Linked DNA regions of Macaca mulatta: region 2 is linked to region 1. A link is a contact called in public Hi-C data. All regions are on one chromosome and are shown on one strand. Each heading gives the region's core, a stretch centred on a gene start, on an enhancer-like site or on the middle of the called end of the contact. The rest is flanking DNA. Distances are from core to core; before and after follow the strand shown. Region 1 holds the start of ATMIN (ATM interactor). Region 2 holds the start of C20H16orf46 (chromosome 20 C16orf46 homolog).

Region 1 (3,234 bases), core at 291-2,790:
CTGGAAGCTCTCTAAACCCAGTTCTTTTGGGATTTTATGGAGCCTTCATTACCTAGAAATGATTGATCAGCTTAAGCTTCAGCCCCTGTCTCCTTCCCAAAGGATGAGGGGGAGGGCTGAAAGTCTCAAGCCTCTAATCCTACCTTGGTCTTTCCAATGACCAGTCCCATCCTAAAGCTACCTAGGGACTGCAAGTCATCAGTCAACTAATTAGCGTAAAAAAGACACTTATCAGTTTGCTGATTCCAAGGATTTTAGGAGTTGCATGCCAGGACAAAGACCAAATATATACTTCACATTATCACAGTTATCTTGCAAGGCAAAGGCACTTGGCAGTTGGAGAAATTATCCTGGATTATTTGAATGGGCCCAATGTCATCACAAGGGGCCTCAAGAATAGAAGAGTCGGATCACTACTGAAGAAATCAGAGTGATGTGATGTGACGAAGACTCAACTCACAGTTACTGATTCTGGAGATGGAGGAAGGGGCCATAAGCCAAGGAATGTAGGCAACCTCTAGAAGCTGGGAAAGGCAAGTGAACAGATTCTCCCCTGGAGCCTCCAGAAGAAATACAGCCCTGTTGACACCTTGATCTTAGCCCAGCAGACTCATTTCTTCTGACCTCCAGAGCTGGAAGATAATAAATTTGTGTTAAGGCAATAAGCATATGGTAATTTGTTAATAGCAAGAGAAAACGAATATAGCTGCTAGTATGTAAAAGCTGGAAGTTTTCACATAAAACTCTAGCCATGCCAAAGATGAGTGGCAGCTGCCCCCTTTTAATAAAGGATGTGTTTCCAATTTCACTGCAGTCCTCACCCCTCCCTTTTGTCTACCCCAGCCTCCTATGTCCATTTACATGACCTACCTAGTCTAAGTATTTAAGTTTTGGAATCATATACTGAACTACAGTGTCTCCCAAACAGTAATCCTAATTTCAGCAACTAAAATAGAAGCAAGCAAATCCTGCTTCCCTAAAATGATTAACCCCATCAATTATAACAATCCTTTCATCTGTATAGTGTGGTCTAGGTCAAGTTAATTTATATAAGCCTAAATGTCATTCTCTGCACACGGTGGGGCAAGTTACAGTACATACCCGCTACAGTCGTTTTGAAGACAAAATGAGACACAGCATGAGAAGTGTATCCACTAGACCTCCCTGGTACCCAGCAAGGCCTAGGTAAAAACGGCGGAAATTACTGTACTTCTGCCTCACCTGCCACTAGATATTTGGGTTGTTTCTAATCTTTGGGAAGTAAACGCATTGCTCAACGTATTGATTTTTCTTTTATCTGACTACTGCCTGAAGCCACGTTCCTAGGAAGAATGGATCGATTAGAGGGGCGGGGCAATACCTTTTACCTGCTGGCAGGTGAAATTTCGCCCCCTGGCGGCCTCACCTAAAGTCCTCTCCATCCAAGGCGCGCCCTCCGCAGCCGGCAGGAGGCGCCGCGGCCTCCTGGGCCCGCCGGATGCTAATGAGCCTGGCGGCCCCGCCCCCTGCCGGAAGTGGCTGCGGCGGGGGCGGGGCCTGCAAGCTGGGCCCCGCGTCCGTGCGGGAACCATGGCGGCCTCGGAGGCGGCGGCGGCGGGGTCAGCGGCTCTGGCGGCGGGTGCCCGGGCCGTCCCGGTGGCCACGAGAGGAGCCGCCGCCGCCGCCTCGGGCCCGTGGGTGCCCCCGGGACCCCGACTGAGGGGCAGCCGGCCGCGGCCCGCGGGGGCGACGCAGCAGCCCGCGGCCCCCGCGCCGCCGGCTGGGGAGCTGATCCAGCCGTCGGTGAGTGAGCTGTCCCGGGCCGTGCGGACCAACATCCTGTGCACCGTGCGCGGCTGCGGCAAGATCCTGCCCAACAGCCCCGCGCTCAACATGCACCTGGTCAAGAGCCACCGCCTGCAGGTGAGCCCGACGCGGCCGGCGGCCGGCGGCCCGGGCAGCTGGGCCTGGCTCCAACAAAGCGCCCGGCGCCGGCGCGCGAACCCGGCCTCGGGGGGACGAGCGCCCTGCGCGCCGCCGCTGCCCCGCCGGCGTCTGCCCGCCCCGGCCGGAGGCGGCTGTCGAACCCTCGCGACTGGCCCCGCAGGTGCGGCCTCTGGCGGGGAGGAGGAGCCGGGAGCCCCGGGTCTGCCACACGCGCCGGTTCCCTGGCCCCGAGGGTTGTGCCGGGCGCCGGCCCAGGCATTTTACACGTTTTTGCCCGTGACTTCTCACTGCAGTTTGGCGACGGACGCGTCGTCTCCATTATATTAATGAGAAACAGATTATGCAACAACCTAGGTGATGCGGGGCTTTAAACCGGGGCCTCTGGTTCTGAAGCCCTGTGCTTGCCACCACACCCACAATTCCGCCCTTAGGTGCTGCCCAGTGGACTGTATGTGCCAAAATAACTAGAAGAGAGGGTTTTAAATGTTCTTACCACCAAGAGACAATACGTTTGAGGTCAAGGACACGTTAAATACTCAGACTTGATCACTGTGCAATGTGTATGTGCATCCATGCTGCACACTGCGCCCCATCAGTAGGAATGATTACTGTGTGTCGATTAAGAATAAAAAAATGTTTTAAAGGGGCGGTAGGTTTGCCTCTAAACACCATCGGTCAGTTTCACGGTGTTGGTAAGATCAGCTCAGGATTGAGACCTAAGGGAAATTGCCCCTGTGGCTCTTCTCTAAGAGGGGGACACAGTAAATACACCATGACAATAGTCTGAACAACCCTCCATGTTATGCAAAACGGGGCTGTAATTTTCAACCCCGGGACACATCTGTGACAAGCTTATTAAAAATCCAGATGTCCAACCCCACCCCAGACCTATTAAGTCATAATCTCTCAGTCATTACAATGGCAAGTTTCCTTCCACCACTCCAGGCCAGCAGTGACGTAATTCAAAAGCGCAAGTCATTGAAAGCAGTTCTGCGAATATGTAGCTTTTGATGATCAGGAGTAAATTTAGAGTACCCAGAGTATTGCATGTTCTGTCTGCGCGTAGTCAGGCTTCTGATAAGAATTTCACAGCAGAAAACTCTGAGGTTGTAGTCTCTAGTAGGACAGATGTGTCGCCAATGAAGGGTGATCTGCTCTTACCACCATCTAAACTGAGGTACAACAACGTTCTCAAATGAAGATCAGGGAGCCAGTCAGGAAATGTACTTGAGGTATGCTGAGGAAGACCCTGCAGGTAGGGCTGAATTGTTGGACTGAAAAGCTCTAGGTTTCTTTCAGCACACAAGT
Region 2 (3,234 bases), core at 419-2,918, 39 kb after region 1:
TATTGTCTAGATCAGGGATAAAGAATACATTCTGGCGGAGTGCGGTGGCTCACACCAGTACTTTGGGAGGCCGAGGCCAGTGGATCACTTGATGTCAGGAGTTCAAGACCAGCCTGGCTAATATGATGAAACCCCATCTCTACTGAAAATACAAAAATTAGCCAGGAATGGTGGCTCATCCCTGTAGTCCCAGCTACTCTGGAGGCAGAGGCAGAAGAATCGCTTGAACGTGAGAGGCGGAGGTTGCAGTGAGCCGAGATCGCACCACTACACTCCAGCTTGGCTAACAGGGTGAGACTGTCTCAAAAAAAAAAAAAAAATTCTGAAATGTCACCTCCAAACGAGTAGTGGCTACCTAGAGCGTTGTATTGAGAAGGATCTTACGATTTGACTACAGCAGGAAAAATTTCTGGGGTTGATTAATTATGTCTACCAGAAAATAAAGAGTGCCACATGTTTGCCAGTCTGTCTATACAATCAGATTACAAATATCTTACTGTAGATTCCTATACCTGGTTGACAGATTCCTAATTCACTAAGGGCGGGGAAATGTTGATGGACCAGAAGAAACCAAGGCCCAGGGTATTAAGTCAAACAAAACTGTTTATATCAAAAGCAGATAGATGGAAATCTTTCAAAACTCCTTATCAGCTTGCCCCAGCTTCTTATTGGCTCTGCACTGTGCCACACACCCTCATCTTCCTAGAAGCTATAGATTTAAAGGAATCTTAAATTCCAACCAGAGAAAGATGAGTTTCTGGCAGCCTCATTTGGAGTTTGAATGAACATTCCTGTGGGTCAGGTCTTTAACGACCTATGTTGAATGAAGGAATAATCATTAGAAATACTGTTAGCCATGGTGGAAGTTAAGTTTCTTAATACAAGACCAATCTTCACTTGTATGAACCAGTTAAATAGGTCCTGAAGACTGACCTGGGCATCCTGATCATGAACAACATAGTTTCTACAGGAAAATGAGGTGGGAGTCGCATTTAGAAACACACTGGAAGAAACCGAAACTTTGTCTCAAAGTTAAGCACCTGCGCCACCCAATTTGCACAATTTGTTTATATTTTCAAGAGCATAAATTTTATCCTCCTTGTTAATTATATATGCCTTCTGCTTATTATATGCCTACAGGTCACAGGAACCTCAAGTATTTCACAGAATGATGCCAAGGAGCGCAGTTTCTACACCATCCCTCCGGATCAGACCACATCTATTCCAATCCCAGTCTCAAACACTTCCCCTTTTTCAACTCCCATTAATGAATTCACTAAGTACCTAGCACTGAGAATAAAAAATTAAAGCAGCACCCGTCTTCTCTGCTCTTACACAGCTTACAGCCCACAGCAAAGCACAAGTCAGCAAACTCACGCGCTCCACCTGCCACCCCTAAAACCCAGGCTCATCACGCTCGGCTCCACCTCTTCATCTAGCTCCGCCCCTTCCTGCAGGCCCCACCCCTTTCCCATCAGGCTCCTCCCCTCATTCCATGAGCCTTTTTTCCTCATTCCATGAGCCTTTTTTCCTCATCCAGCTCTTCCCCTTCCTCCGCCAGTTCCTACCGTGCCACAAAGACGCCAGCCCTTCTTTCAAGCTATCCCATTCAGAAAAGCATTCTCGATTGTCCTTTCGAACTCATCCCTGTCCTCCGTCTACCCGCCCTTAAAGGGATCCGCCCTTAAGGGTCCGCCCCCAACGGCTCCTCCTCAGTCCCCGCCCACCGCCCCAGATCCCGCCCCCTCCCCAGGCCCCGTCCGCTTTGGGGCAGCCCCAGCCCTTAGTGCCTCTGCCTTTCGATTCCCCGCGTCAGAGGGTCGCTTCCTTTCGAACAAGGCAGGGCCTCTCGCTCTGTCGCCTTTGGAGTGGTCCGGGGCCTTGCCCCAGGGATGGAGAAATGGCCGCTCACACCCACCTGTGGGGCCGAGCGGATGGAAGGCCTCGCGACAGCTAGTCCCGGCCCGTGGGCGAGGGCGACTCAGGTCGCTGCCTGCCCGGCCGTTGCCCTGAGTTACGGCCACGCTGGGGGCGGGACCGCGGCGGAAGTGACGTAGCCCAACAAAGCTAAGCACAGGCGGGGCGGCTCGTGGCACCTCCTACCCGCTCTGGAAGCTGCCGCCGGAAGGGCCAACGTATGAGGGTCTGAGAAGGTGGAGGTGGAGGCCTACCCGGGCCCTCGGGCCGGCGAGTTCCGTGGGAGCGCCCTTTTGCCTGCTAGGATGTTTAGTAGATGCCAGGGTCTCCCTCGGCTCCCTGAGGAACCGCCGTGCGCGTTTCCCATGGACACACTTCACAGGCCCAGAACGTCACGGGAGGACGCGTTGTGAACCTCAAAGAGCCCACTTACGTGACAGCGCCGGGCCGACGGACACTCGCTGAACTTCTGGCCCGGAGCAGCACAGCTCTGAAGTGGGCACTGGCATCTTTTATACAAATAAAGGAAAGTGGCCCCACGTCCCTAAAACAACAGCTTGCTGAAGAGAGATCGCAAGGCATCCTTCACTCCAGCTCGGGTCTGACTCCAAAGCCCTCTGCTTTAGAAAGTGTGACTACTTCTGCTGTAGAAAACCGGTATCTAGGCCGGGCGCGGTGGCTCATGCCTGAAATTCCAGCACTTTGGGAGGCCGAGGCGGGTGTATCACCTGAGGTCAGGAGTTCGAGACCAGCCTGGACAACATAGCGAAACCCTGTCTACTAAAAATACAAAAATTAGCCGGGTGTGGTGGCGAGCACCTGTAATCCCAGCTACTTGGGAGCCTGAGGCAGGAGAATGGCTTGAACCCGGGCGGCGGAGGTTGCAGTGAATTGAGAGCATACCACTGCACTCCAGCCTGGAGAGCAAAACTCAGTCTCAAAAAAAAAAAAAAAAATCGGTATCTGAGTTCTCTAGCACCGTGATTGCTCCAGTGAGACGGATTCATATATAATTCTATTCCAATTTTTTTCATACGTGTAAGCTTAGGTACCTTGTCCACATAAATAGGAAGTTGCAACTAAAAGGGGTTTTATTATAGTAGTATCTCAAGCTAGTAAGTATTAACCAAAAACATTTAAATGTTTTATCAGTTGACAATTTGTTTTGGTCTTCCTTCAGATCTATTGAAAACAGCTGGGCACCGTGGCGCACACCTGGAATCCCAGCTGAGGCAGGAGGCTCCCTCGAGCCCAGGAATTGAAGGTTGCAGTAGGCTATGATTGTGTCACTGCACTCCAGCCTGGGAAACAGTACAA

Evidence for each region. A called contact is a pair of places that touch in the nucleus more often than the background predicts.
Region 2: a Hi-C map of fetal cortex germinal zone shows a contact between it and region 1, with 2.4 times the contacts expected there. The contact joins the promoter of C20H16orf46 here to the promoter of ATMIN in region 1. A contact is called at or near these places in 3 of 14 Hi-C or Micro-C datasets (CD4 T cells, cortical neurons and fetal cortex germinal zone).

What each region holds. Positions count from the first base shown.
Region 1 is chr20:76,424,400-76,427,633 of T2T-MMU8v2.0, forward strand. ATMIN (ATM interactor) reads left to right here and starts at 1,541. Exons shown (of 5, transcript XM_077986946.1): 1 at 1,541-1,572; 2 at 1,652-1,902. The coding sequence starts at 1,873. The region is part of intron 1 of C20H16orf46 (chromosome 20 C16orf46 homolog); the gene reads right to left.
Region 2 is chr20:76,463,104-76,466,337 of T2T-MMU8v2.0, forward strand. C20H16orf46 (chromosome 20 C16orf46 homolog) reads right to left here and starts at 1,669. Exons shown (of 2, transcript XR_013412237.1): 1 at 1,569-1,669.